Linked DNA regions of Sus scrofa: all the other regions are linked to region 1. The links are chromatin contacts, called in public HiChIP or PLAC-seq maps. All regions are on one chromosome and are shown on one strand. The core of a region is the stretch at or near the end of the contact, and the rest is flanking DNA. Distances in the headings are between cores, read along the strand shown.

The links. HiChIP or PLAC-seq counts read pairs in DNA pulled down with a chosen protein or histone mark.
Region 2: an H3K27ac HiChIP or PLAC-seq map of alveolar macrophages shows a contact between it and region 1. The contact joins the promoter of ACIN1 here to the promoter of PABPN1 in region 1. A contact is called at or near these places in 1 of 5 promoter capture datasets (skeletal muscle), 1 of 47 Hi-C or Micro-C datasets (liver) and 2 of 2 datasets of contacts at active chromatin or transcription factors (alveolar macrophages and skeletal muscle).
Region 3: an H3K27ac HiChIP or PLAC-seq map of alveolar macrophages shows a contact between it and region 1. The contact joins the promoter of CEBPE here to the promoter of PABPN1 in region 1. A contact is called at or near these places in 2 of 5 promoter capture datasets (fetal liver and liver), 2 of 47 Hi-C or Micro-C datasets (embryonic fibroblasts and epiblast stem cells) and 1 of 2 datasets of contacts at active chromatin or transcription factors (alveolar macrophages).
Region 4: an H3K27ac HiChIP or PLAC-seq map of skeletal muscle shows a contact between it and region 1. The contact joins the promoter of THTPA here to the promoter of PABPN1 in region 1. A contact is called at or near these places in 8 of 47 Hi-C or Micro-C datasets (embryonic fibroblasts, epiblast stem cells, fetal heart ventricle and 5 more) and 2 of 2 datasets of contacts at active chromatin or transcription factors (alveolar macrophages and skeletal muscle).
Region 5: a contact with region 1 is called in an H3K27ac HiChIP or PLAC-seq map of alveolar macrophages. The contact joins the promoter of AP1G2 here to the promoter of PABPN1 in region 1. A contact is called at or near these places in 1 of 5 promoter capture datasets (fetal skeletal muscle), 4 of 47 Hi-C or Micro-C datasets (epiblast stem cells, fetal heart ventricle, mesenteric adipose tissue and 1 more) and 2 of 2 datasets of contacts at active chromatin or transcription factors (alveolar macrophages and skeletal muscle).

The regions. Positions count from the first base shown.
Region 1 is chr7:75,755,063-75,760,619 of Sscrofa11.1, reverse strand. PABPN1 (poly(A) binding protein nuclear 1) reads left to right here and starts at 4,098. Exons shown (of 7, transcript NM_001243548.1): 1 at 4,098-4,456; 2 at 4,817-4,931. The coding sequence starts at 4,106.
Region 2 is chr7:75,948,981-75,955,035 of Sscrofa11.1, reverse strand. It overlaps ACIN1 (apoptotic chromatin condensation inducer in the nucleus), which reads right to left and starts at 3,833. Exons shown (of 19, transcript XM_021099243.1): 1 at 3,522-3,833; 2 at 2,084-2,149. The coding sequence starts at 3,701. It overlaps C7H14orf119, which reads left to right and starts at 3,989. Exons shown (of 2, transcript XM_003128551.4): 1 at 3,989-4,166; 2 at 5,989-6,055. The coding sequence starts at 5,990.
Region 3 is chr7:75,923,016-75,928,495 of Sscrofa11.1, reverse strand. CEBPE (CCAAT/enhancer-binding protein epsilon) reads right to left here and starts at 1,844. Exons shown (of 2, transcript XM_001924414.4): 1 at 1-1,844. The coding sequence starts at 325.
Region 4 is chr7:75,551,597-75,556,973 of Sscrofa11.1, reverse strand. It overlaps THTPA (thiamine-triphosphatase), which reads left to right and starts at 3,253. Exons shown (of 3, transcript XM_001928723.7): 1 at 3,253-4,435; 2 at 4,813-5,364. The coding sequence starts at 4,818. ZFHX2 (zinc finger homeobox protein 2) reads right to left here and starts at 2,098. Exons shown (of 11, transcript XM_021099229.1): 1 at 762-2,098.
Region 5 is chr7:75,529,136-75,535,237 of Sscrofa11.1, reverse strand. It overlaps AP1G2 (AP-1 complex subunit gamma-like 2), which reads right to left and starts at 2,107. Exons shown (of 21, transcript XM_013978200.2): 1 at 1,932-2,107; 2 at 1,314-1,518; 3 at 503-644; 4 at 285-381; 5 at 36-112. The coding sequence starts at 586. JPH4 (junctophilin-4) reads right to left here. Exons shown (of 6, transcript XM_001928670.6): 4 at 5,976-6,094; 5 at 5,122-5,654; 6 at 2,255-3,908. The coding sequence ends at 3,825.

The sequences.
Region 1 (5,557 bases), core at 2,849-5,348:
CTTTTGCCTTTTTTTTTTTTTTTTTTAAGTTTTATGGCCATGCCTGTGGCATATGGAAATTCCTGGGCCAGGGATGGAATCTGGGCCACAGCAGTGACCCAAGCCACTGCAGTTGGATTCTTAACCCAATGCACCATGCTAAGAACTCCTAAAGTATTATTTGTTCTTTTTATTTTTTGAACATGCTTGCAGTATGTGGAAGCTCCTGGGCCAGGGATTGAACCCATGCCACAGCAGTGACATCACTGAATCGTTAACCTACTGTGCCACAGGAGAACTCCTGTAGTGCTTTTTTTTTTTTAATTTTAAATAAAAATAATATGGAGGGAGTTCCTTTGTGGCACAGTGGGTTAAGGATCTGACATTGTCACTGGTATAGCTCAGGTTGCATCTGTGGCATGGGTACATTCCCAGGCCCTGGAACTTCACATACCTGTGGCCAAAAAAACAAATTAATCACGAATAAAAATAGTATATGATATTGTGAAAAAAAATCATAGAACATAGAAAATTATAAAGAAGATCAATCCTAATCCTACTACCCAGAGAGAACCACTATTAACATGTTGGTATATTATTTTCCCCATCTGTTGTCTGTGTTTATATTTTATGATCATACTGTAAATACAGTTTTGTATACTTCACTTCTGCTTACCATTGCATTGCTAGCATTCTTCCTGGTCATTAAAAACAGTTTGAAGGCAGGAGTTTTTGTGTGGCTCAGCTTATTAAGGATCAGGCATTGTCACTGAAGTGGCCTGGGTTTGATCCCTGGTCCGGGAACTTCCGAATGCCATGAGTGTGGCCAAAAAAAAAAAATTCGGCTTTCCCATTATGCCTCAGTGGGTTAAGAACCAGACACAGTCTCCGCGAGGATGCAGGTTCGATCCCTGGCCTTGCCCAGTGGGTCAAGGACCTGGCATTGCTGCAAGCTGTGGCATAGGCTGGCAGCAGTAGCTCCGATTCAATCCCTAGTCCAGGAACTTTCATATGCCACAGGTTTGGTGATAAAAAGAAAAAATATATTTTTAAAAAATTTTTAAAAATTTTTAAAAATTTTAAAAAATTTTTAAGTGTTTTTAAGGCATAATCATTATATAAAGTGACATATATTATGTACAATAATTTTCCTTAAAAGGCCCACTTGGGACACTTTTTCACTTTGACAAACATCTTTATTTTCAAATGTTTGTCTAGTTTTCAGATTATTTTTTTCTTTTTTTCTTTTTTTTTGTTGCCACCCTCACAGGATGTGGAAATTCATGGGCCAGGGATCAAACCTGAACCACCACAGTGACAATGCTGAATCCTTAACCACTAGGCCACCAGGGAACTCCCAGAATCTCAACATTTTAAAAGCTTTTGTTATATATTGCCAAAGAAAAGATCATACTTTTTTTGTTTTGTTTTTGCCCCAAAACCCAAATTGGTTTTTTTTTAAAATCAGATATACATAATTTTAATAATACTTAAATACAATTTTACATTCTCTGACCTACCGAAAATTATTTTTGCAAGTTTATCACACGTTGTGTGTAAACTTTTTTTTAAAAACAGGTGCATAATAATTTTTGGGTATAATTATAGTTTGCCTGAACATTTGTCTATTGCTGGAATTTAGTCTTCTCAATTTCAACACTTGCGAACTATAATCTTTGTGTATTAAAACAGACCTTATAGTAATTTTGATCTGAGCTTTGAAAGCTGGCTTTGAATTCTCTACTCATTTCTAATTAGTTCCTTGACTTGGGCAAGTTACTTCATTCCTCATCTCTAAAAAAGGTTATGGTTTTTAGACTCTTACTTCATGTGAGAATTCAATAAGAATATAACAAGGAGTCTAGGATTGGTGTCTGTTAACAAAATCAAGTGCTCAACAAAATCGAGGTTCAAGGGCATTATTTTAAAAAATCACATTTCCCTTAATTGGCTTTCTTAGTTTAAATTAGGTGCCAATAGGCGCTCCCACTGTAGTACAATAGGGTTGGCAGCAACTCTGCAGAGCCAGGACCCCTGCTGGGTCCCTGGCCTGGCACAATGGGTCCTCAGATCCTGGCCCAGGGTCCGGTGTTGCTGCAAACCGGGGCTCAGATCTGATACTTGGCCTAGGAACTCCATATGCCTCAGGGTGGCCAAAAAAGAAAAAAAAAAAGGTAATTAGGTACCAATAAACACCTAAGACTTGGTTTGCTTAAAATCAGTAGAGAAGATTTTTCTTCCAGCAAACTCACAATTGTTTAGAGCTTATCTTCGGTGTTCAACTAAGTTCTCCCAGACCACTGAAGCTGAGATGGCTGATGAAGTAATTTTCAGTGAAATTTTAAGCAACTGTGACTCTGCTCCAAGTTCCCCTATTCCTGAGGTAAGAATTTGTGTGATAAAATGAGGGTGTGGGGAAGAATGGGGTATACTGGGAAACTTTTGACTTTGGTTTGCTAATAGGAATCTCTTCTCATCCAAATCCCCCTACCCCAGCCATGCACATCCTGTCCAGGTTGTTTAACTATTTGGTTGAGCTCATGTGAATCTGGCTCTGAAACCGGTAGCTTGGTCTGGCTATAAATATCCCTCTTGCAAACTTAGCACCGCCGTTCCTTCCTTTTTAATAAATGAGTAGCATCACCCCTAAACTGTAGCAATCCTGCCTTCCAGGGCTAGGTCTCAGTGGTATCTCAAGAGTGCAGCAGTGCGGTGGAATTCCTCTAGGGTCTATAGGAGGGGCTGGGGGCTGGGAAAGCGTTGAAGATGAAGGGTGGCACCCAGATCCTCAGCCCATGCATCCTGTGGTCAACCATTGAAAACTATGTTCTAGGCATGTTGCCCCCATGGTGGAGGTGCAAATTTAGAGTCCAATCTCGTCTCCAAGCTCTTGCAAACTCTAGTTAGGAAAGGCAGCACAGAACACTCAAACGCACAGCGGAGGAAGGACCGCTTGTCAAGGGAGAAGACGGGAGGCTAGTGGAAGGCTTCCGCAGGGGAGGTGAAGACGGGGTTTGTAGCTGTCTGCTTGAAAAAGGACTGACTGCATGTAGAGGCACAGACCTGGGTGCAGATACACCCGCTGGAATGAAGATTGTGGAAATAACACCAAGTAGTCTGGTCCTGAGGTCTCTTAAGGCCTCAGCAAGGAATTTTAAGACTTTACCTGGCCAGCAAAGGGGAGCCAGTTCGGTCTGGTAGTGGTGTGGATTGAAATGGTGACACTGGAAGCTGACACATTAGGGAGTTGTAGCAAACATTCCAAGCAAGAGAAAAACAGGCTGAAACTGGGACATAAGCAGAATGCTTGGAAAGTATGCCTATGTAGGAAGACAGCACGGTTAGAACTTGTGACTGGTACTGGAGTGAGAATTCCTCCCTGCTTTCTGGTTTGGGGAGACCTAGTGCATAATGGTGCCAATAACCTGAGTGGGAAAGGTAAGCTCCTTCCTGGAGAGCGCCATTCGGAACCCTCCATTTCCAGCAACATCCCACCTACTGGGGCATTCCTGGTGCCCAGAAACAGGTTTCCAGAAACCGCCGCAGAGTTTCCGACCTCTGCCTTTCAAAAGTTCAACCTTGATACTGGCAACCAACAGTATCAAGATGGCGGCACCCTAAAGACTAGTCATGTGACCTAGGGTTTCCCTCGCTGGAAGCCGAGCAGTTCGTTTGGGGGCAAAGTTCACCTGTCACAAAACGGGGGTCAGCCCTTCGAATCTCGCGAGCCAGTCGGCGTTTGAGACTGGGCCACTCCGGCGAGGGGATCGCTAGATTGGTCCTTTCCACTCGCTCAGCCAGCGGCCAATCACGGAGCGCCATACTTTGCGGATCCGCCCGTAGGCGGGGGAGAAGCAAGAACGTCGTCACAGCGTGGCGGCATTGTTACCTAAGGGCTTGAGAGGAGGTGGTACGTGCGTTGATTGACAGACCGATTTCCCCTACCGGGATTTGAGAATTTGGGGCAATCCCCCGCCTTAGGGGTGGGGTCTTATTTGATTGCCAAGTAATATTCTCCAATGGACTCCTAGCTCGCCGTGATGGGCAGGCTGCTTGACTAATGAATCCTCGGCGTGGCCGGCGCAGCTCTCCAATCGTTGGGCGGCGGGCCCCAGTCTGAGCGGCGATGGCGGCGGCGGCGGCGGCGGCAGCAGCAGCGGGGGCTGCGGGCGGTCGGGGCTCCGGGCCGGGGCGGCGGCGCCATCTTGTGCCCGGGGCCGGTGGGGAGGCCGGGGAGGGGGCCCCGGGGGGCGCAGGGGACTACGGGAACGGCTTGGAGTCTGAGGAGCTGGAGCCTGAGGAGCTGCTGCTGGAGCCCGAGCCGGAGCCCGAGCCCGAAGAGGAGCCGCCCCGGCCCCGCGCCCCCCCAGGAGCTCCGGGCCCTGGGCCTGGCTCGGGAGCCCCCGGCAGCCAGGAGGAGGAGGAGGAGCCGGGACTGGTCGAGGGTGACCCGGGGGACGGCGCCATTGAGGACCCGGTGAGGGAAGGAGGGCGAGCGAGCAGGCCGGCGACCGGCCGGCCGGGTCACGGGAGGCCCAGAGCTCGGGCGAGCGGGAGGCGGGCGGGGGGTGGGGGTGGGCGGGGAATAACGTGGCTGGGGCCGGGCTGGGGACGCAGCATCGACCGCCAGAAGGGGCCCAGCCGGGTGGATTCGGACGTAATGGGTGTCTAGTGTTGTTCTAAAAAAGGTAGCTTGATTTTCTTTTTATCATGACCCTCGCGTGGGGCAAGGGAAATGGCAGAGCATGGCTGGGGCCGCGCGCCGATCGAGAGCAGGGCAAAGCCCCTGCGTTGGTTCCTCTTAAGCTCTTCTCCATACCCTCCCCACTCATTGTAGGAGCTGGAAGCGATCAAAGCTCGAGTCAGGGAGATGGAGGAAGAAGCTGAGAAGCTAAAGGAGCTACAGAACGAAGTAGAGAAGCAGATGAATATGAGTCCACCACCAGGCAATGGTGAGTAACTGGCGGTTACACGCGGATCCCAGGTTCTCGCATTGGAAGGGTTATGGGAGCACGGTTCATATGGGATTGGATGCTCCATACCTTGGAGCTGCTTGTCTGAGCAGTTATTGGGCAGGTGCCTCGGTCGTAGTCCGTTGTGTGTTTCTGACCTTTGTGAGACCGAGTCTGTTTTGGTGATGGTAGTCTTGTGCCTCCCTTTGTTCCTGTTACAAATGTGTTGCTCTTTGTTCTTAGTCTTTCTCTGCCCTTTGTGAAGGTTGCCAGCTGGCATTTGACCTTCAAGTCCAATAGTTCTCTCAGTTGGAGACCCTTTAGTTAGGAGTCTTAAGAGAACTGCTCAGCTTCAGGGGGCTTCCTCTCTAATCCAGAAACGTCCAATCTCAGCCCACTTAATTTTGTTCACTTTCCAGATCATTGCAACCAAAGCTATTCAATAGGGACTTGATTTGGGGTTGGGAGGGAATTCCTGTACTGTTGTGGTTTTTTTTAGTTTGTTTTTTTCTTTTAATGTATTGATCTCTTCTTTCGTTTGTCAAATATTTAATGAGCACCTACTGTATGCTAGACTGTTTTATTGTGTTCTAAGCAGTGGGAATAGGGGCTAGAATAGACCAAAA
Region 2 (6,055 bases), core at 2,584-5,083, 190 kb before region 1:
ACCTAAGAAAATTTTGTTAAACATCTCCAAAATTCAACTAAAGCACTTAAAAAAGCAAGATACTAAGAAGGGATGTCCGTTCAGCATTTAAAACTCTAACTCCATTTTCTTTGGGTGAGAAAAAAATCTTTGGTAACAATATTTAAAATCCAGGAGCTTAAGCCCCTTTTCCCATTTTTTCTGCAACATAGACTCCTGTGTCACCCTCTGCCCTTTAGCCTTCTCTTCACAAGTACTCCTCCTGAGAACCTTCTTGCTTAGCAATACCTATTAGAAATCCAGAAAAGAAAAATGAAAAAAATCTTAATACTTTCCTATATCATTAGTCATCTTCCATGAGCATGGATAATGTTTACATTCATCTAAAATAGAGGGAGTTCCTGTCATGGCGCAGTGGTTAACGAATCTGACTAGGAACCATGAGGCTGCGGGTTTGATCTCTGCCCTTGCTCAGTGGGTTGATGATCCGGCGTTGCCGTGAGCTGTGGTGTAGGTTGCAGACACGGCTCGGATCCTGCATTGCTGTGGCCCTGGTGTAGGCTGGCAGCTACAGCTCCGATTATACCCCTAGCCTGGGAACCCCCATATGTCGTGGGAGCGGCCCAAGAAATGGCAAAAAAAAAAAAAATAGAAATTAGTCTCTTGGTACTTCATGAACAGTGAAGAAGTGTGGGTTGCAAGTACTAGAGAATACATATATTTGTTGCAAAAAGGCTATGTTAATAAAAGCAAAACTCCAAAGACTAAAATGTAATGGGCAAAAGAAATAGAACGGCAAAGGATTAACTTATGCAGTTTCTTATGCTTGTTAAAGTACTTAACTAAACTTCTGTAAGCTAGTTAGATTATGATTCTTTTAGCTTAATGAACTAATAACAAGGGAATAGGAAGGCTCTCTTGTTTTTCCACGGTATCTTGGGACTTCATCTAGTACTGGAGCTGCACACCACTGTACTAACAAAGACCTGGATTTTTCCTTTAAGTGCATGACAGACTATGAGGGGATGTTAAAAGAGGAAAAGAATCTTAAGAGGCCATGTAGTCTAAGAATTTTTTTTAATTATTATACATACACATATATTTTTTTGCCTTTTCTAGGGCCGCTTCCTGAAGCATATGGAGGTTCCCAGGCTAGGGGTCTAATCGGAGCTGTAGCCACTGGCCTACAGCCAGAGCCACAGCAACGCGGGATCCAAGCCGAGTCTGCGACCTCATGGCAAAGCTGGATCCAAGCCGAGTCTGCGACCTCATGGCAACGCTGGATCCTTAACCCACTGAGCAAGGCCAGGGATCGAACCGACAATCTCATGGTTCCTAGTCAGATTCGTTAACCACTGTGCTACGACGGGAACTCCTCAGAATTTTTTTTTTTAAACTGGGAATGATTTCTTCCAAAGAAATCTTATGCAGAAACTCTATATACAAAGCAAACCGAAGTACATCTAATCTAGGTTAGGAAGTGAATGTGAACCCCTGGTCAACTGGGAAGAAGATATTTTTCTGGGAAGCCTCCAAAAGCAGTTCCACAAAACTCCAGCAGAGCCATTATAAAACTACAGATCTAGTCCAACCTTTTCTCATCTTATATATGAGGAAACCGAGTTCTTCAAAGATTAGATTTCTTGTCCTAAATAACAGAGCAACTGAAGATTAGGAGTAACTGCATGGTTAGTATTAATACTAGTAATGGTGGATGATTTCCAAAGGACTGAATTCTGGGAAAATCTATGTCAACGCAATAATTCCTTATCAGCAAGTATTTTCCTAAACTGCTCTGCTGATTATCTACTTCATATCTACATTCAAAGACATCAACTACTTTCCCCAAATTAATGGCAAATAAATGACTTCAGAGCCTTGTACTCCACTCATTCTGCACACACCATTTCAAGAATCAGAAATTAACTAGCAGCTCCTGATTCCTGAATTTATTAGAAGTCAACCATCCTAGTATGAAAATATTTCCAACTCATGAACTTAAGAAAATATTGGTGATAAATTAAGCATCAAATATACAATTATCTTGTCGTTCCATGTCTCTGTGCACCCAAAGAGCCCACTCCTAATAAACCTTCTTTCTTACCTGGGAATTTGGCTGGAATGCAGCATGGGGTGTTGAGTGTTTCTGTAAATTTTCTAGCATTAGAGCCTGGTATAAAGAAGGGTGAAAATCAGAAACCATAAAAACAAAAACAAAAAACACCCTTCTCCCAATCTCGACATTAAAAACAATCATACACACTTAAACAGTACTCCTTTTCCAGGGACCTAAAAGCCCTTTACTAATATTGTTCTCATTCATCTTCACAAGACCCCTAAAAGTGGCCATGGTCACTGCTCTCAAATGTACAGGTGTGAAATGCAGGCACATAGGGAAAATCAGTGACCTGGCTAGGCAATAAAATCAGTGACAGAACCAGTGCTACAATCCCTATTATCTTCTGCACTTCTGACTAATGTCCCTTCTAAATTTGGCCCTTCACTTCAAATAATTAAATTAGATTCAAAAATACATGAAACCAAAAAGGTTTTGGCCTGAATGAATTACTTGGTCAGTTACCCAGGAACAGGTCTACTTGAGTGAACTTGTATTGTTTCCAAGAGAGTGGCTCCTAGATTTGTCATATTTATAAGAATTTCAAAGAGGAGGCTACCGAACAAAATGACCAAAGATTCTATAAACTGTGGTCTGATCCAATACACATACGAAACTGTCAGCTTCAGTATAAGCAACGGTTTGCCAACGTAACCCTGAGCCAACCCAGCCCGAATTTGTACTATTCGGCCACGTACCCTAACCAGCACTAATTAAAACCGAGATCCTCACCTCCCCTGCGTCTACAAACCTCTACACATCAATCCATTCACCTACCTCTTGACAATCCCACCTTAATGCACAAAACCAGCCTGTCTCACCTCTCTCATCAATATTCACCAAACTCTTATCCACTCAAATTGCTTCTGGAAGCCCTATAAAGTATACACTCCTCCCTAAGCAAGTCCCTTCAAATCAAGGTTTCTCTTCATTTCACCTAATCTAATCAACTAGACTCCCCCCTCCCCCTCCACCGCTCCAATTCTATTCTTTCGGGTAAGGATACCAACCCCATCAACCCCTCCACCCAACTATACCCCTAACTCCGACCCAGCCCAACTCGCCCCCCTCAGGCCAGCAACGCCGATGGTTGTAGTGGGATTTAACTCCTTCCGCAGCGCATGCGCCGAGACCATAGACACAAACAAGGAGGGGGTGGGGGAAGGAGGAAGGAGCTTAAGACACTCTAGGAGAGTAGCGCACACCCTCCCATTTTGGGCTCGCGCCGCTACCGTTAAGGCGGGAACCGGCGCTATCTCCACTCCAGAGCGAGCCTCGCCAACCACCGTGCGCGCGGATCCGGAGGCTCGCGCTGGCGGCCTGAGCTCGCTCGCGCCGAGCCCGGACACTGCGCCTGCGCCGCGACAGAGACTCGGCTCTACCGGGTCTGCTCCCCTCCGACACGCCGGCAACGCAGTCTCCTCACCCCTTTGAGCCGCTTGACCAGGGCACTCTTCTGCCCGCTCTTGGCTAGGCCTCGCTGTTCCAGTGCGGCCTTCAGGTCGGTCACCCGCAGCGCCTGAAGAGGCTTCCCGTCCAGAGTCACCTCCTCCAGCTCCGCCATCTTGCGTGAGGTACTCGGGTCCGTCCCGACGGCTTCGGGCATCTTCGGTAATTTCCGCCAACGCCCTTCGAACGTTCCGAGCTGACCCCGCCCACTGCTAGAGTCAACCCCTCGATTACCACTTAGAATTCCCCGAATTCCTTCGGAACTGCTCGGGTGTTTCCGTCTTCACATCGGCACCAATCGGTTTTCTCCATCCTACCGGCCGCTCCTCCCTCCCTCGTGCTGCTTTCAGAGCTCGGTTCGCTTCGTCTTACCGAGGCTTTGAATCGAATCTGTTCGGAAGCTCTCGACTCTGGCATACCCATAATCGGAGTTATTCGGCTATCTCCGGACCTAAGGATGAGGCGCTAAGGCACTTGGGTGTTTGGGGCTGGTCCGGGACCGGAAGTGCGTGGGTTTCCGGGCTGGCCCTCTTTAGGGTTTTCAGGAAACCGGGAAGCGGCGGCGATGGTAGGATAGCGCTGTTGTGACGGTCTCCGGGTCCTCTGTGAGAGGAAACGGGAGGTAAGCGGGGTAAAAGTACCTCCCTGGGCCGAGTCAGACTCGGTGTTTGCGGGCTAGTCAGTAGGGCAAGCTTCCCATTCCCCTAGGGAAACAGCTGCCACCCCCCCACCCTCCGAAACCCTGCCACTCCCAGCTAAGGCTGTGTTGCTTTTTGGGACCTCGGAATGCTAGGCTCTGTAGCCTCCAAAGTTGACCGTGTCTTTGGACCCGGCTTGTCAACCAATTCATAATCATTGAACTTAAGTTTACCGTGAAAGCCATATCGCAAGACTCGGAAAAAGTTCTCCCTTTCCACGAAATAGAGAAGAAAATTCCCTTAGGAAGAATTGCTTCTTGTAGGGCCACTGTGAAAAAGGCAACGTCACTGGGAATGTTTTGGTACTGAACTGACGTAAATTGCTTCTGGCTTCCTTTTCTTTGTCACTGCAGATACTCCAATTTACAGCGGAAGAAATACAAACAGTAAAATAGGTCACAGACAAGTATTTTAAGGTTTTCATTGTTAGAGATTCAAACTGAGATTTGAAAACAATTCAAGTTGGCTGACCTTCCAGTTGCATTAGTGATGCGGATCAGTGGCAAGGCATCAATAGATATTATATTAAACATGAAAGAAAATTGTTCAGACATGAATTGTCACACATCAACAGCAGTAGAACACTTGTTAGAGCCCTAAACCACCAAACCAACTAGACTTTTTTCGGTCCTGAATAAACAACCACTTGGCTTTTTCTGTTTTTCTTACTTTGTTAATCTTATTTTGGGCAAGGTGCCCTCACTTAATCTGCTCTTTAATTTTTCCTGATGCTTTACAGGAAATAGAGGAAAATAAGGGGGTTATGAAGTTCTTGGCATATTTCAGAGGTTACATGCACATTGCAGAGAAGGCTCTTTCATCATACAGGATGTTTTTCCTTTCTTCTTTTCCCCCACTGTTGATAGCTTTGGAATGATTAGCACCTGAACCTCAACTAACTGCTTGATAAATTTAAAAATATGTACCTTTTTTTTCATTTTAGGCAAGATGTGTTGGACCTATATATTTATTTTGGGGGATAGGGGGTTCCTCAGCATGCAGAAACTCCCAGGCTAGGGATCGAACCTGTGCCCCAGCAGTGCCCATGCCAGATCCTTAACCCCTAGGCCACCAGAGAACTCCCCCCTTTTTTGGTTGGACCTATGTGAATCATTTTTTGTCTTTACTCAACCTGGAACATAGAATTAGAAGGGAAAGAATGAACACAGAATGTGGAATGTTTTGGTTATTTTTAGATTGTTTATAAGAATGATGGAGAGAGGCAGTGGGTTTGAAAAAGAGAGAGAGGAAGGAGTTCCTGTCATGGCACAGAGGTTAACGAATCTGACTAGGAACCATGAGTGAGGGTTCGATCCCTGGCCTTGCTCAGTGGGTTAAGGATCCAGCGTTGCCGTGAGCTGTGGTGTAGGTTGCAGACAAGGCTTGGATCCCAAGTTGCTGTGGCTGTGGCGTAGGCCAGTGGCTACAGCTCCGATTCGACCCCTAGCCTGGGAACATCCATATGCTGCAGGAGCAGCCATAGAAAAGACCAAAAAAAAAAAAAGAGAGAGAAGAGAGAGAGAGGAAAATTGGCAAATATGACATGCAGTTATTCTTGGGTGCCTTCACTAAGGTAGCTGGATAATAACCTAAATAAAGGACCCTGTTGTTTTTCTGTAAACTAGATAGGTGGAAAGTAATTTTCTTTGTAGATACCAATTGAGAGTGATAAGATTCTATGTTGTTAGAAGGCTGTATTTTGGTTGCTCTTTGTAGAGAGTGTGTAACAGTGCTTTTATGTTTCAGGATGCCACTGGAGTCATCTTCCTCTTCGATGCCACTATCTTTCCCTTCTCCCTTACCCTCGGTACCA
Region 3 (5,480 bases), core at 595-3,094, 170 kb before region 1:
TGCTGTAGATGCCAGGCCCCAAGGCCTTCCTGTCGGGGCCGAAGGTATGTGGGGGGTAGGCGAAGGGCCGAGGGTCAGGCTGCAGATAGTGGGGGAAGGCAGGGGTTCCGGGGCCCTTCAGGCCTCGGGCCTCAGGTGCTGGCTTCACAGCGAAGAGGTCGGAGAGGAGCTGTTCCTCCCCAGATTCGATGTAGGCAGATAGGTCGATGGAGGCCTCATGCTCACACATGTCCCCTAGCTCCCCAGGCCCCGCTCGGGCCCCCGAGAACTCGAGTGGCTGCTGGCCAGCCCGGGGCTCACACTCGTAGTAGGTCCCGTGGGACATGGCCGGCCCGCCCCCTCAGCTCCCCGCCCCTGGCGGCCTGCTCTTGGGGCGCCCTTTGGGATGCTCGGCTTGCTATCTCCCCCTGCCCTAGATCTGCCCTAGATCTGCCCTCTCTGATCTCCTCTGTCACCCACTCCTGCGTGGCCTCTCCTCCCTCCTCTGCTGTTTCCTTTTCCTTCCTCTGTAGTCAATGCCTCTTTTCTCTTCCCTTTTTTCCCCTCTCTCCCTGGGGTGACTCAGGGAGGGGCAGGGCGCACCCCGGAGGGAGGGATGCAGGCCTTAGAGAAATGGGGGCCCTGGCCTGTTTCGCAGTAGGGGGGCACTCTGGTCAGGCTTGAGCCAGGGTTCTGAGATGCCCAGAAGCTGATGCTTCTGGGAAGAGGCCTCCCCCTCTCATTCGAGTCCGGGAGATTCTGGAATCCCCGTTGAGGGCAACCCCTCACTCTGAGTGTCCTCCTCCCTCCGACTTCCAAAAAGTCCTGTGCAGAATGAGTGCCCCGTCAGAACGAACAGAGAAAACCCTCTCCCAGTGCCGACCCCCAGCCTGATCTGAGCTCCTCCCTTGACACGCCTCCCTCTCAGTCCCCCCCACCTCCCAGGGCTGGGCTCCACCTACCCCCAGGGCCGCTCAGTTCCTTTTGTAGCCCCACCTCTCTGAGCCACTCTCCGGGGTGCAGGCCAAGGGGTGTTGTTTGAGGGGTCTAGGAAGTAGTTATCAGCCTGGGACTAAGCCTTATACGAGGCCCCGTCTCATGATGCAGAGGAGGCTCTTTTGCTAGGTTTTTGCACCGGCTCTGTGCAAGAGCCCAAGCCCTCACGTGTTTCCAGCCTGGGCCAGCGCTAGCAGCCTGGCATGGGCTGTGACTGCCCAGGCTTGGCTGAGGCACCTGCTCAGGGCTTAGGCCCTGTGCTCCAGGGCCCAGCAGGCTGCTGCCCCAGGAACTGGCAGCTACATTCCTCTCGTGGTTCCAGCGTCCGGCCTGCACTGCCAGAGCTTCAGGCTGGCGCTCTGCCCTCCTTGGGTCCTGAGGGCTCTGCCCGCTTCCTGTGCCTGGGCCGCAGGGCTCAGGCGCTCGCTGCAGCTCGGTTTGCTGTTTTTCCTTCTGCATGGCCGTTCTCTGACCTCTATGCGTGTCTCTTGGGTCCACTTCCTCTTGTGAGGGTTGAGAAGCCTTCTCTTTTGTCATCACCTCTTCCTGGGGCTCTGTTTCAGGGTCTCCAGGAGAAGCCCATGGCTCGCTCTGCACTTTTGGTCTCAGGCTGGGCCCCCTCTCTCTTCCCTTTTCTCTTTCCTCTGGGAACTCCCCACTCCCTCCTGTCAGAGGCACTTGCTGTGGCCCTGCTTTTACCTGTTGTATCTGCAAAAGGGACTCTGGGTGCGGTGCAAAGGAAAGGACATGTGGAAATATGTTACTGGATCTTTGTCACCAGCAAATTCTGTCCGTGCCCTGTGGAGGCCAGAAGGTTTAATAAGTCAGGCACACCAAGGGTCAGGCCATAAGGGGGCAAATGCGGAGCAGCTACATGTGGCACTAAATGCTAAAAAAAGTAGGCAGGAATTCCCATTGTGGCTCAGCAGGTTAAGAATCCGACTACTGGAGTTCCTGTCGTGGCGCAGTGGTTAATGAATCCGACTAGGAACCATGAGGTTGTGGGTTCGGTCCCTGCCCTTGCTCAGTGGGTTAACGATCCGGCGTTGCCATGAGCTGTGGTGTAGGTTGCAGACGTGCGTGGCTCGGATCCCACGTTGCTGTGGCTCTGGTGTAGGCCGGTGGCTACAGCTCCGATTGGACCCCTAGCCTGGGAACCTCCATATGGCGTGGGAGCGGCCCAAGAAATAGCAAAAAGACCAAAAAAAAAAAAGAATCCGACTACAGTCCATGAGAATGTGGATTCGATTCTTGGTCTCGCTCAGTGGGTTAAGGATCCAGCATTGCTGTGAACTGTGGTGTAGTTTGCAGATGTGGGTCAGATCTGGTGTCGCTGTGGCTCTGGTGTAGGCCGTCGGCTACAGCTCTGATTAGACCTCTAGCCTGGGAACCTCCATATGCTGTGGGTGTGGCCCTGAAAAACAAAAAGCAAATAAATAAAGATAACGTAGGCAGCCTGAGACAGGGCTCCCTGCAAATCAGGCAAGCTACCCCTCTACTTAGCATCCCCTCCCTCCACCTCCCCCAGGAGCTTGCTTGCTTGCTTGCTTGCTTGCTTTCTCTCTCTCTTTCTTTCTTTTTTCTTTCTTTCTTTTTTTTTTTTTTTTTTTTTTTGTCTTTTTGCCATTTCTTGGGCCACTCCCACAGCAATATGGAGGTTCCCAGGCCAGGGATCCAATCAGAGCTGTAGCCACTGGCCTATGCCACAGCCACAGCAATGCCAGATCTGAGCCGCGTCTGTGACCTACACCACAGCTCATGGCAACAATGGGTCCTTAATCCACTGAGCAAGGCCAGGGATCGAACCCTCGTCCTCATGGATATTTGTCATGTTCGTTAACCACTGAGCCACGACAGGAACTCCCCCAGGAGCTTTCTGTGTACAGTCTGAGGTACTTTCTCTGAAGGTCCCGAGCTGGCATGGGGAGATCTGCTTGCATCCAAGAGACAGAGCTCAGGTACCCAGATGGGGGAGATTTCTGCCTTCTCTCCATTTCAAAGGACCCTGTGACAAACAGGTCTCAGAGCTGAGCTGCTTCAGTTTGGCAGCAGTGTCTCATTTAACCACCAGGTGGTAATATTCGTCCAAAATTCAGGACTTGAGGGGCTGCTGCAGTCAGGAATCAGGTAGCCGGCAGAGGGCAGCTTCCCACAGCCCTGGCAAGGGCCAGACGCCTGGAAGGAGGAAGAGGAAACATGGCTGAGATGGGGCTCGCAGTGCAGTTGCAGGAAGAGCGTGCAGGCAGAGAAGACTGGGGCCAGGCCCTTGTCTTCATGAGGAGAAATGACACCCCAAATAGTGACGATAGTTAAGGCCTTGCCATTTCTGGTGTTATGCTTTTTCGATTACTGAAACATACGCTTTTCCTTGCAGACCATTTGCCTGTGAATTAAATAGGAAAGTAAGCAAGACAGATGGTATTTTTATCCCTGCTTTATAAAGGAGGAAAACAAGGCTGAGAGACTGAGCCGCCCAAGGTCATGCAAGGATGTGGCATCAACCTGAGGAAAGGGTAATAGTCTAGTTCTTGCAACCCCCCAGGGGGTGAAAGGAAGGGGAAAGGGGGAGCTGTGTGACTCAGAGAGCCTTCTTTGACCCCAGTTGGCCACCCTAGGGGGAGGGGGAGACTGCGTCAGGAGCAAGGGAGCAGGCACTGGAGGAAGCAGGAGGTGTGCAAATAGGCCGGCAGGAAATGAAAAAACTCGGGAGCTCAGCCGGCAGCCGTGGGGGAGATAAGTGATCTTGGCTTCTCATCTCCTGGGCTGACGTTGCTGGAGCACCGACAAGCCGTGTTTCCCAGTAACCGGGGTGCTCTGGATGCCTGGGCGGGGGGTGGGGGTGAGGGGCCCGCACCGCAAGGAGGTGGGGAGAGCAGTGCCAGTCAAGGGCTGGGAGATCCTTGGGTTCTGCAGAATTGCTCAGGAGCGGATAGAAGCCCCCCATGGTCATTTGGTCAGCAGGATCATTTTTTTTCCCTGCAACTGCAATTTTTTTCCTTGTGTGCATTAACTGAAACCATGCACCTGTATTATCTTCATGACTTTGTAACAGGTTCAAACACCACCTCCATCACCGAGTCTTTTCCACAAAGAGGCAGCATGGCAGTGACAGGTCAGAGAGAACCGGGCTCAAATCCCCCTCTGTCACCTGCCGCTCGGTGACCTTCAAAGTCTCAAAGTCGTTCAATGAGGTACTGAATCTGACTTGTAAAAAGGCAATAGTAACGCCTACTTTGTTGGTTGTTTAGTTAAACTTGGAATAAGATAATGTAGGGAAAGTAACTGGTCTCAGCCGGTCAGTCTCCTTTCCCGCCTTCCTCTGACTGCCCCCTTCGGGGCTTATCTGTGTCTCCTAAGTGGCATACTATCTGCTGCCTTGCCTGAAGCCTCAATTGGACAAGGCTTTTCTTTCTTTCTCTCTCTTTTTTTTTTTTTTTTGGCTTTTTCGGGCCACACCTGTGGCATACGGTTTCTCAGGCTAGGGGTCGAATCGGAGCTACAGCTGCTGGCCTACACCACAGCCACAGCAACACAGGAACATAGCCACATCTGCGATCTATACCACAGCTCATGGCAATGCCGGATCCTTAACCCATTGAGTGAGGCCAGGGATGGAACCCGAAACCTCATGGCTACTGGTCAGATTTATTTCCACTGCACTACAGTGGGAACCCGAAGGCTCTGGGGACCTGGTGGGTCCAGCCCTGCCTGCAGAAGCTTGTAGCCCAGCGGAGTGGGCTGGATGCACCCTGAGGTGCACGCTTATGTGCTGTGTGCATCGTTTTTTTCTTTCCCCCTCACACCATTTGCTCCTTGAAGGTGGGGCCGGTTACATCTTCAGCTAGGATGGCTCTATTGCCTGAACTAAAATTAAGGACAGGTGGGTTGACATATATGAAAATTTTCTTGGCCACATCCATAGCAGGCTTAAGTTCCCAGGCCAGGGATCTAACCCCGCCCGCAGTGACAACGCTGAGTCTTCAATGTCCAAGTTACCAGATATATCTGAATATTCTTATGGAGACAGTGGAATAAAATATTTGAAGTCTGTGCTGACCTAGAAAACTCAGGGATAACTTTGCTATTGCCACAGCCTTTAACAGAATCCTGGACACAATGGTTAGAGTTGTTTTTTACTACATTAATAAATGAATCCATAAGCAGTTATGTTTTCAGTGACCTTCAAAGGCTCCCAAGATCAGAGGGAGAGCATGTGAAATTCCTTGCATTAAAGTGACTGACAGGGTAAAGGCCCAGGTTAAAAATAAATGCATGTTGCCCCGGAGGAGACCCACATTTGCCCTTTTGAGCAGTTTGAAAAGATCAGCAAGTGTCACCTTACAGAGCGAGTGGGGGCCCCCAGGCCGAGTCTCCAGGGAGTGCGAGGAGACTGGGGAGAGCAGGACTTGCTGGAAGGGGGCGACATAAAGGAGCCTGCAGGCAGCCCGGGGAAAGGAAAAGTGTGTGTTGGGGAACTGGGGGTCCCCAAGGGTAGATGTGAGGCT
Region 4 (5,377 bases), core at 2,004-4,503, 200 kb after region 1:
TGGGGAGCCAGGAGAGACACACTTCACCTTGAATAGAAGTAGAGCAGTGGCCTCCCCTCACCTACTACTTGAACCTTTCGAAAAAAACAAAACAAAACAAAACAAAACAAAAAACAAGCAAACAACAACAACAAAACCAACACCCCAACAAAAAACTCAACTTCAGGCAAAACCTAAGATCGAAGGTTAAGGGTATCCACGTCCCCTCCCATCCTTCCACCCCCACAGCGCGCTTTGCCCATCCATCAGCCCGCCCGCTAGCCGCGGTTCCTCCCCCATCCTGCGGCCGGCGGGGGGCCGCCGAGACCCAGGCCCCTCAAGGCTGACAGCTCCAAGCCCCCCTCACTCACCCGGCCTCCCCTTCCCTCCGGGACCCCAGCTCCCCGCACGGCTCGGCGCAGTCCGTCTAGGCTCGCGTTACTCTCAGTCTATTTGGCTGGCTCCTGGTCCAGCCTCGATGCCTTTCCCTTCCCAGTCTCTGCCTCCTCCCCGGCATCTCTCTCTTGCCCCCATTCCCGCCCGCAGGCCTTCTCCTTCCCTCCCACACCCCGGTCCCTCCTGCTCAGGCTCTCAGTCTGTCCGTCTGTCTGGGTCCCCTCCCCCAGCCCCTTCCCGTCCCTCTCCGTGCCCTCCAGCGGCAGTCTCCGAGCGCCTCCTCTCCCCTCCGTCTCAAGCTTCCAAAGAGCAAGGAAGAGAAGAAGAGAGAGAGGGAGAGGAGAAAAAAAAACCAACCCAGCAGCATCGGAAATCGATGCACTTACACCTCAGCTGGAAGCAGGGACGGGAGTCGAACCGCGGCCGCCGAGCAGCGCGAGGCGGGGAGGGGAGGGGGTGGCTCTTGGAAGGGACTTCTCCGATGTGTTGATTCCTTTTTTTCCCCTCCTCCTCCCTCCCTCCAGCGCTCACTCCGGGGCGTCGGGGACGGAGAAGGAAAAAAATAAATAAATAAATTCACGGCGGTGAGGGAAGTGAAGGAAAATAATCAATGCTATTTGGCTGCGGCTGAAGTGTTTTCCCGGCTTCGTGAGGGGGTTTCCATTGATTCACCCTGGGCACTCGCTCGCTCCCTGCCTCCTCCTCCTCCTTTTCCTCCTCCTCCTCGCCCTCCTCCTCCTCCTCCTCGCCCTCACTCCTCCGCCTCATTCACTGGCTGGAGACGAGGCGTCCCACACAATGGAATAATCAATACCCAGGCGCCCGGGGCGGCCCCACTGAGCAGGTGCAGCGGCCCACCCGCCGCGGTGTATGCCGGGAGTTGTAGTCACTTGGCTCCTGCCCGCCCACCGCCCTAGAGCGTGGTGTCCGCATGCCTTCGTGGACCGTGTGAGGGACCTGAGGCCTGAAGTAAGGTAGGCCAGCAGTCCTGGCCACCTGCTCGACTCTGTCAGTGCTTGGAGGAGATTGAAGCTCCTAGGGACTCAGAATAATTGCTATGGAGGATAAGATTCTAGCACCTAACAGGAAGGAAGGGGAACTAACAAGGCAAAAAAAGAGTGGGAAAAATAGAGAGAGGCCTCTGATGGCTCTGGGAAGCTGGTAGAAGCCAAGTCTCGTTATGGAACTGATTTAAAGCAAAATAACAAAACACATGACTGCTGTAGGCAAAAGGAGGAGAAGATGGGAAAGTGTTAAAGGATCCTGCCCTTCTTGGTGGCACTGGCTTGGAGCTGGCACCATAGTACCCAGAGTTGGGGGAGAGGGAGGGGAGGTTCTGGCTCCCCATTCTCATCTTATCACCTCATAAGCTTTCCTGTATTCTAATAATGATAACTGCTAAAATGTATTGAGTGCATAAGCACAGTTCCAGGCACTTTTGCATATATAAACTTACTTAATCTACTTCTACAGTTGATGAAACCAGGACACAAACAAGCTAACTAATTGCCCCAAGGTCACAAAGCCAATAAGTGAACATCATTCATGCCAGATTTCAAAAAAAAAATTTTTTTTGGCTGTGTCTGTGGCATGTGGCTGCTAGATTCTGGGATCAAGCCTGTACCACAGTAGTGACCCAAGCTGCAGCAGTGCGGCAGTGACAATGCCCAGTCTGTAACTGCTAGGCCACCAGGGAATTCCCAGGATTCAAAAATATTTTTCTTTCTTTTTTGGGACCACACCTATGGCATATGGAGGTTCCCAGGTTAGGGGTGGAATTGGAGCTGCAGCTGCCAGCCTGTGCCACAGCAACACCAGATCCGAGGCTTGTCCTTGAACTACACTGTAGCTCGCGGCAGTGCTGGATCCTTAACCCCCTGAGTGAGGCCAGGGGTAGAACCGGCATCCTCATGGATACTAGTCCGGCTCTTAACCTGCTGAGCCACTCTTAATGGTTTCATTCCAGAGCCCACACTGGCTGCTATAGCCTAATTCCCTTAAAAGAAAAATATCTTGGGGAGTTCACAGGAAAAAAGGAGAAAGAAACTAACATTTTGAATCTCTGTGGTGTGACAGTTTGTCCTTGACCCCTCACACTTAACTGTGAAACAGCCCATATTTTACCAAAGAGAAAACAGGTTTAAGGAGGCGAAGTAGCTTGCCCATTGCCCAACACCAATAAAGTGAAGATGGGAGTTGTCAACTCCAGGTCTATCCAGCTTTAGAGTCTGGTCTTTTCTTTTCCTTAAACTTACGCCTCAGCCCCACTGGATTGGACCTTATAACTCTGGGCGGGGGGGGGGGGGGGAGAGATTACGTCTTCCCCTGAGCAACAAAACCGAAAAGCAAAGTACAGATGACAAGCAGACCAGCAAAAGGAATTAGGGGCTGAGGTTGCTCCCCTCCCTGCCCATTGGTGCCCATCATAGGGTGGGGTGTGGGGGGGTATGCATCCAAGACACTCTAAGTTGAAGATGCCATGTCTATAAACTGGTGTCCTCCCCACAGTACCTCCCACAGGTCACATGTTTCTAGAAACATACTGGGGAGGGCAGGTGCCCACCCTAGCACTTCTCACTCATCATAAGAGGGAGCCCAGGAGTTGACAAGAGCTGCTGCTGTTCCTCCTCAAACTACCTTACCCAAGAGTCAGACATACAGTTGATGCTTCCAGGTAACCATAGTCCCAGTAAGGAGTAAGGAGAAGGAGTCTTTTCTATTTTTTGGAACCGGTGGGGGGCGGTGGTAAGCAGCTTGATATGGGAGTAAGCAGCCTGGTCCTCCCAAACCAGGAATTGAAACCAGGCTGCAGTGGTGAAAGCCCCAAATCCTAATCACTAGACCACCAGGGAACTCCTTAGCCTTCTCTATTTTGTCTCCCAAAGCAGTCGAAGGGCCATTTTCAGGTCTTCCAGTGTTTTTATTTTCTAAATTTACTTCTCTCTGCCCCATGATATGTGTAAATTCCCAGGCCAGAGATCAAACTACTCCACAGCAGCAACCTTAGCTGCTGCAGTGACTACGACAGATCCTTAACCTGTGTTTTAAGTGAACATGAATATTTCTATTCCTGACAAAGCCTGCTCAGTAGCAACTGGAAACTCAATGACAAACTCCTCAGTTGGGCACTCAAGGCCTTTTCCAACCCGCTCCTTCATTTCTTTCCTTTACCCAATGGCCAGATGCTCTCCAGCTTCTGGGCTATTGCTTACACTGTTCCTAGCTCCATCTAGGTCTCCAACCGTTGAAATCCCATCATGAGTTTAGTTTTCATCCAATAATATCTCTTCCTCCTCCTATGAAGTCTCCCACCCACCCTTATCCTGAACATTCATGGGGATGTATTATTTCCCCTTTAAAACTCCAGAGTGGCTAAACTGGTCTCAGTTATCTTCCCCTCACACCCAGCTCATTGCCATTGGCCTGCACTTAGTAGGCCATGGTAATAGTCAATAAAATACCTGCTGACAGAGAGTGAGTGGCTTCTATTCCAGCCCCATCTGCCTACAGAGTGAGGGGTTTGGACACAGGACTGGGGCCTCAGCTCCTTTCGCACCCGTCTCTCCCCACCAGCCCCAGCTCAACTTTACGTAGAGTCTGGCTGGCTTTAATCGCAGCTTTCCTGTCACTATAGCGACGGGTGGGGCAAGAAAGCAAAGTCTCGCTATGGAACTACATCTCCCATCATGCACCTGAACCCCAAGGTGCTGGGCTCAGCCTGCGGCCTGAGACCCATATGTTACCCCTTCTCCCCACATCCCCGCCCCGGGAGCCCCGAGGGCTCTGGGATGAGGAGCAGAGCGCGGGAGTACCACCTCGCTCCTTGCTCACCGCGGAGGTTGCGGCCCCTCGTAACCTAGCGGGTATCTCGGGCCCTGGCCTGCCTTCGGCACCGCCACATCGGGCCTAACATGGCCGCTTATACCGGGACCTCCCCCGTGTGCAGAGCGCCGGCCGAGGTCCTGGGCCAGGATCTGCTCCCGGCATTCCTCGCGTGCGTGGCGTGGCCTCCCTTCTCTCTTCTCCAGGTCCCGCGAGAGGGAGACTCTGGCGCGTTCAGGTGAGACCCGAAGCTCCGCTGGCTAGTCCTATGGGGAGGTCGGGCTGAGTCTTCCCAGGTAGTGAGCCGCCGACCTCCCAGAGTAGCGAGGTATAGAGGGGGCGCATTGAAAGGACATCCGCTACAAGGCTTGCTTTCTAGGGAGCCTTTTGGATTGAGGACATCATTAGCAGTGGAAGGGGTCTAACCCCAGACCTATACCTGTTGCTGAGCCTTAAAACATCAGACAGAGAAGGCCATCCATCACAGAGGCAGGGAGAAAGGGCCCCCAACAGAGAGCCTTGGGACAGTGTGTGCGACTCACAGGTTCTTGGGGAGGGGGGAAGGAAATGGGTTATTTGGGAGCTCAGTAATGTTTGTTGATGGACTGATTGCAGGTAACATGGCCTTGGGCCTGATTGAAGTGGAACGAAAGTTCCTTCCCGGGCCCGGCATAGAGGAGCGGCTGCAGGAGTTGGGAGGTATCCTGGAGCACCGAATCACCTTCCGAGACAGCTACTATGATACCCCTGAGCTGAGCCTCATGCGGTCTGACCACTGGCTGCGACAGCGAGAGGGTAGTGGATGGCAGCTCAAATATGCTGGGGCAGCAAGTGTCTCAGAACCCTGCACTAAGTACACGGAGCTCACAGCTAAGTCTGCAATTGTGGCCCAGCTCTGTGAGGTGCTGAGGGCTGAGGTCCCCAGGGCTGGGGGTGTGGCTGCTGTGCTGGACCGTCTGGGGCTGCAGGAAATAGCAAGTTTTGTGACCCAGCGCAGTGGCTGGAAACTGGTGCCGTCTGGAGCTGATGAAGAGGAGCCACCCCTCAGAGTGGACCTGGATACAGCTGACTTTGGCTACGCTGTGGGTGAGGTAGAGGCCCTGGTGCGTGAGGAGGCTGAAGTCCCAGCTGCCCTAGAAAAGATCCACAGCGTCAGCAGCATGCTTGGTGAGGGAGATAG
Region 5 (6,102 bases), core at 858-3,357, 220 kb after region 1:
TTCCTGGCCCGGGGCCCCACCCTTCACCAGCCCACCTTTCGAAAGTGCTTGAGAGCTGCAGGGCTTCGTTCGCAGAGCTCCGTGATCAGCGTGATGGTGCCCAGCAGGATGCCTGGGTCAGGGTAGGGGAGGTGAACGGTGGGCCGGGGCCCAGGGGGGCCTACTGTGCGTGTGTGCTTGTATGCACCTGCTACTCTTCTCCTAGAAGCTGGTGTTCCTGCCCGTGTTTTCCTTCTGTCCTCAGCCAGAGCTGAGGCAGAGGACAAGGATCCCCGTAGTCTTACCATGGTGGCGTTCCCGAAGCAGTTGGGCACAGGGTGGGAGGAAGAGATTGGAGAGCTCGGGGACCTTCCGGATCATGTGCACTGCAGTCAAAACAGCCTGCAGAGGTGGGGGCTCAGACAGGGCGAGGGTCTGCCAGGATGGACCCATCCCCCACCTCCACCACATGGCAGGTGGGTGAGTTTCTGGAGGGGCAGGTGCCTAGAACCTGCCATCTCACCTTCTTGCGCACGTAGGGGCTAGGTTGCAGGAGCAATTTCTCCACCTCATTGGCCAGGTCCCGGCACATCTCAGCAGAGCCCATGGTGCTTAGAGTGCACAGGGCCAGGCCTTGTATGGCCTGAATCCCCTGGCTCAGGTCACTGCAGAGTTTTGGGAGGACGGTCAGGCAAGCCTCTGAGAAATCCAGTCCTTCCCAGTACCTGCAGCAGGCAACCCTTTGGGATTTCCCAGTTTCCCACTCTCCCATCTCCCTGATTCCAAGCACTTCCCAGAACCCTCTCACTTCTTGATGCTGTTGGTAATTAGCAGGTGGGCATCCTGCCTTTCATCCAGTAGAAGCATGGCCCCCAGGTAGCCCACCCTCTTGTCTGTGAACCTGGGGGAGGCGATCAGTTTCAGGCACTCCATCTACAGGGAAGGGGGTAGACCAGGAAGGGGCAGGGATGAAACTGGAGGTACTAACGTCCCTTCTCTAGCCTTCTCCTTAACACCAGATTAACTTGTGAAGGCAGGTATCCCACCACCCTCCCTTCAACAAGAAGAGAGGTTTAGGAGATTCAATTAGCGGGTAGTTTCAAGGAAACAGGAGAATGGGAAACAGAGTAAGAGGTGCCCTGAATGGCGCTGGCCAGAGAAGGAAGGGAATGACCAAGAGGGGCTGTAATGGGGAAGGACTGCGGTGTATGCTGTGAGGGCTCAGCAACCATGCAGAATAAAGAAATCGGGGCACAAATAGGTAAGAGGGTCCGAGACCCTGCCCCACTAGCTTCTCTCATCAAACTCGGAAGAGAGGCGTCCCTGGTCAATACCTGTCCAAAGTGGGCGGGGTAGCCTAACATGTGGACGTAGAGCAGTTTGGCCAGCTGGCGGTGCCTGTGCAGAGGATCCCCATCGCGGAAGGAGGCCCGGATATGGGCGCACTCCTTCTGGATCACTTCCCGCTCCTGGGCCTGGGTCTTGGCCTCACGAATCTCCTGGATTAGCTCCTGAAGCTTCAGCGAGGACACCACCATCCTGGGGGTGCAGAGCCCGCAACGGAGAGGGCTTTGACCCTCTGGCAGGGAGTATCCGGGCTTCCTGCCCAGGTTTGCCCCTATACCAAAATTCTGAGGGTTCGGGTCCCACAGCTCCCCGAAAACCGAGCTCTCCCCCCATGTGGGTTCCCAAATTCCGCCCCCTCCTCACCGCGGGAGACCTCCACTACGCATGCGTCCCCGCGCCCATTTCTACTGAGCATGCGCCGGAATCCCGCCCATTTCCCCCCGCCCCCCACGCTACCCCTCGCCGCCTCCACCTGGTTTCCCATCCCTAGCTCAGCCATCTCCTTTCTAAAGCCCAGCGCTGTTTCTTTCGCGGCAATCTGCGTTCACGTCTCAGGCGGCCTCGGCGTCCCCACACCGGGACGCCAACCCTGACACCAGCCTCACCTGGCTTCAGTCTCAACTCCGCTCCTCTCCCCCCAGCGCTTCCTGGTGCAAGCCCCACCGGGGGTTGGTGCCTGGTCCGGTCCTTCCTTCTCCCCGCCCCCATCGCGGGACCCCGCCCCTCCTGGGCAGTCCTGCTGAGCAGCCAGAACTGCTCTGACCTCAGGCTTTTCTTGTTTGCAACTTAAGGGAAGTTGTTAACTACTTAGGGGAGGTGGGACTGTGTAACAGGCTTGGGGGTCTCCAAGGAGGGCTCCTTCACCTGGAGAGCCTCTGAGAGCTTGGGTCTGCAGCCATCGCACCCGAAGGAGAGGACAATTCCCCCCCCTTTTTTTGAATTTTTTATTAATATATTTTTTTTGTTAAATTTCTTTGTATTTTTTTTTCCTGCAAGACTTGATGTTGGCGGCACTGTTGTAGTTTAATTTCAATCCCAAATTCCATGAAATAGAAATCAGAAGTAAAGGTTGAGAGGGGAGGAAGGAGGGAGGCAGGCCAAGGAGTAAACAGAGTTTGACTAGAAAAAAAGAGGAGGTTGTGTGTGGTGGGCATTCCCAGGCAAGGCCATTCCTTGAGGGAGGGGTTGGCAGGCAGCTTGCCTCTGCCTCATGCAGGGGAGGGAGAAAGGATCCCCTGGGGACCCTGCAGTCCCCTCTTCCTGGGGCTTCCTGCTCCCAGGGGAAAAGCTACTACCAGGGATCGGCCACAACCTCAAACAGGGCTCTCCACCCATCTCTCACCCGGGTTTGACTCCCACCTCTGCGATGCCTGCAAAGTATGAGAGATTGGTTTCCTTTGATCCCCTCCTTCTGCTGTTTTCCCGGTTCACAAGATTCTGATCTGATGTGGGGAAGGGATGGAACCCACTTAGAGGCTATTAAACAGCTCCTGCTGCCCTGTGAGTTCCTACTGTCTTGTCTGGATCGTTCTCCAGAACTGCCTCCCCGCTCCCCCCCGGCCACTACTGCCAGAGGGAGTGGGGCCCTTGCTCAGGTGCCTCTAACCCTCTGCAGTAGAAATGTCTTCTCCAGGCCCCTTAGAAATTTAATCAAAGGCCACAAGTGAGACTAACCAAATTAACTTTTAGGGGAAGAGAGAAAGGTGGGAGAGGTCAGTGGGTAGGGATGCATGGCCACATTGGACATTTTCTTTCCTTTACACATTGCTCTTCACATGGCATGCTCCCAGGGGGGTTGGACGAGGGGCTGGCTGTTGAGGAAAGAAAGAGCGAGAAGATGCTGGGGAGCCATTCTGCTTTTCGTTCCCGTTTTCTCCTTCAGGGAAGGAGAGAGTCGGGCAAGAACCCAGCTCAGTGCTTGGGGATGAGATAGGATCCTCCAAGTTCAGAGATGGAGGCTGTCCCCCCTCCAGCTTGATCACTAGGCCTCAGAGGGACACCAGGCCCCTTGGGTCAGGGAGTCACAGCAGCTCGGCCAGGGCCTTGCCCGGTATGCAGTCTTCTCCAATACAGAGTATCCCCCTTCTCCATTTTCTTCTTCCTTTCCACTCAGCTTCCACGAGACTCCTCAGGACATCAACCCCCCACCCTCATCCAAGTTCAGGTCTAAAGAAAAGGCAGGGGAGGGAGTGGGGCAATGGTCTGACTTAGAATTGTGTGTCTCAGAGAAGAGAGCGACTCTGAGCGAGAAAAGCCCTTCATATGTAAACAATCTAGAGAGAGAAGGGGTGGGTGGGGAGGGGAGTGAGGAAGACAGAGGCGGAGCCAGGAGAAATGAGAGAATCTGAAAGGAGAAAGAAAAAGCAAGAGACAAAACCAGAGGGGGACAGAAAAGAAAGGGAAGGGAGGAGAGGAAGAAAGGAGCAAAAACAACCAGGAGGAAGGAAAGAGAAAAAGGCAGGTCAGAGGAGTGAAGAGAAGTAGGCCAGGCAGGAGCCTCAGGTAAGGAGCTGGGAGAACAGGAACGCCAGGCTGAGGTCCAGGAGGGCCACGGCTCCCACCACCAGCGGGTTGGCAGCTCCCTAGAGAGATGAGGGGAAATGCAGTCTCAGTGCCTGAGGACCAGGTCCAGACTCTACCTTCCTGAGGTGGCAAAGCAGAGGGGGTCCCAGGCACCTCTCCTCAAAGGCCAGAGCTGGGAAATCTCCAATCTTTGCTTTTTTGGATTGCAAAGCACCCCTCTGCTTTCAGGCGGGGCCCCACCTTCCCTCTGGCTCCCTCGAGTCAGCCCTTCCCCCGCTCCCTCCCCTCCCCTCCCCTCCCAGCAGCACGTGGCCCAGGCAGAAGGTGCCTGGCCTTAGTAGCAGACGTTGGCAGCAGCCGCCTTTACTGCAGTGAAGCAGAGAGGGATGAAGGGGTGAGGAGGTGGTTGCTAGGAAACAGGAGAAGGCTGGGAGTCCAATCAGAGTGGAGGGTTCTGGGGAAACTCCACCCCTCTCGGTTTTCTGCCTTTTTTCCTATTTCCCTTCTTCCCCCGAGAGGGAGGGAGAGTCAGGGTAGGGAGGGAACAAGCTTTTCCTTTTTTATTTCTGGGCACCAAAGAGAGAAAGTGTGGAGGTGGGGGTGGGGGTGGAGTAGGAAACTGAGAGCTGGAAATGATACGAAAGGAGAACAGGGAAAGATGTTCTGACTCTACTGTTAATTATTAGCTGGAAACCTTGGTGAGTTACTCTAAGCGCTCCGGGCCTCAGTTCCCTCATGTGTCAAATGAGGGAGTTAAAGGTCTCTAAGTTTCCTTCTAGCTTGCAAATTCTCTCTCTCTCTCTCTCTCTCTTTTTTTTTTTTTTTTTTTTTTTTTTGTGTGTGTGTCTTTTCTAGGGCTGCACCCGTGGCATATGGAGGTTCCCGGGCTAGGGGTCTAATCAGAGCTGTAGCCGCAGGCCTACACCACAGCCACGGCCACGCTGGATCTGAGCCGCATCTGTGACCTACACCGCAGCTCACGGCAACGCCAGATCCTTAACCCACTGAGCGAGGCCAGGGATCGAACCTGCAACCTCATGGCTCCTAGTCAGATTCGTTAACCACTGAGCCACGACAGGAACTTCTCCTCTATTTTTTTTCTTTTTTTTTGGAGGTGGGATATAGTCCAACCAGGCAGGCAGACAGGAAGCTGAGTGTGAATCAAGCCCCTCTGAGGGGTCTGGAAAGGACGAGAGGCCAGGCTTTGAGGAGAAGAGGGGCCAGCAAGGAGCAAAGACTGAGGGCACAAGGTTGGGAGGGTGGGTCTCTCACCCGCTGCGCGGGCCTGTCGGTGGCAGCAGCCTCCTCAGCCTCTTCGGTCAGGCACCCGGCATCAGGACCCCTCGAGGACAGGCCCCTCAGGACTGGTGAGGCCACAGGCTCAGGCTCGGCGCCCCCTGGGGTCTTCAGCTGGGGCAAGGGCTCTTCATCCTCCCCGTCCTCCTCTCGAAGACTTCCGGAACTGTCGCTGCAGCCTCCGAGGAGTGGGGAGCCGTCTCTGGGCTCTGGCCCCTGCAGCCCAGCCTCATCCTCGGCCTCATAGCCAGCGAGTTCCTCTGCCTGCTCACCTGGGCCCCCCCACTCCTCGGGCCAAGCTTTGGGGCCGGAGAAGGGACCCCGGTCCCCTCCAGAAGGCAGTGGGCTCCGGCAGGCAGGGGGGCGCCAGGGTTGGCGGGAGGAGGCGGGGCTGCTGGGAAGTTCAGGGGAGCCCTCTGAGGGGGTCAGTCCATTCTCATACACCCCAGGGCTGTCCTCGTCCAAGGGCTCTGTGTCCGAACCTTCCGAGTCCTGCCTGGGTCTGCGGCCTGGGGCAGGGAGAGCTAAGAATCAGAGGGGCCTCACTGGCCTGGGGCTGCAGAAGCTACAGCTGTATCCCTCTGTCCGGGCGCCTCCCAGGAGGTTACAGCCTTTCATTGCCAGACTCCAATCCCCTCATCCTTGTTATCCTATTTCATGAATTCCTTCTATTCCCCAATGGGGCTGGCCCCCATCCTCTGTCCCCTTAGACCCTCAGACCCTGTCTTTCCCACCCCCAGGCCCCTCCAAGGATTCCCTTCCCCTTTCTCCATGCCCGGGCCTCTCCAGTTGCCCAGAAAGCCCCCAGTCCTATCCCTCCCCAACCTCACCTGGGGCTTCCAACATGGGGTGCAGGTCTTGGGCTATCAGTTTGGCCATTCGAGCTGCCTCCACAGCCTTCTCGGCGACGCTGCTGGCTGCCACTGCCTTTAGAAGGGCGTCTGCTGCCCTGTTGGG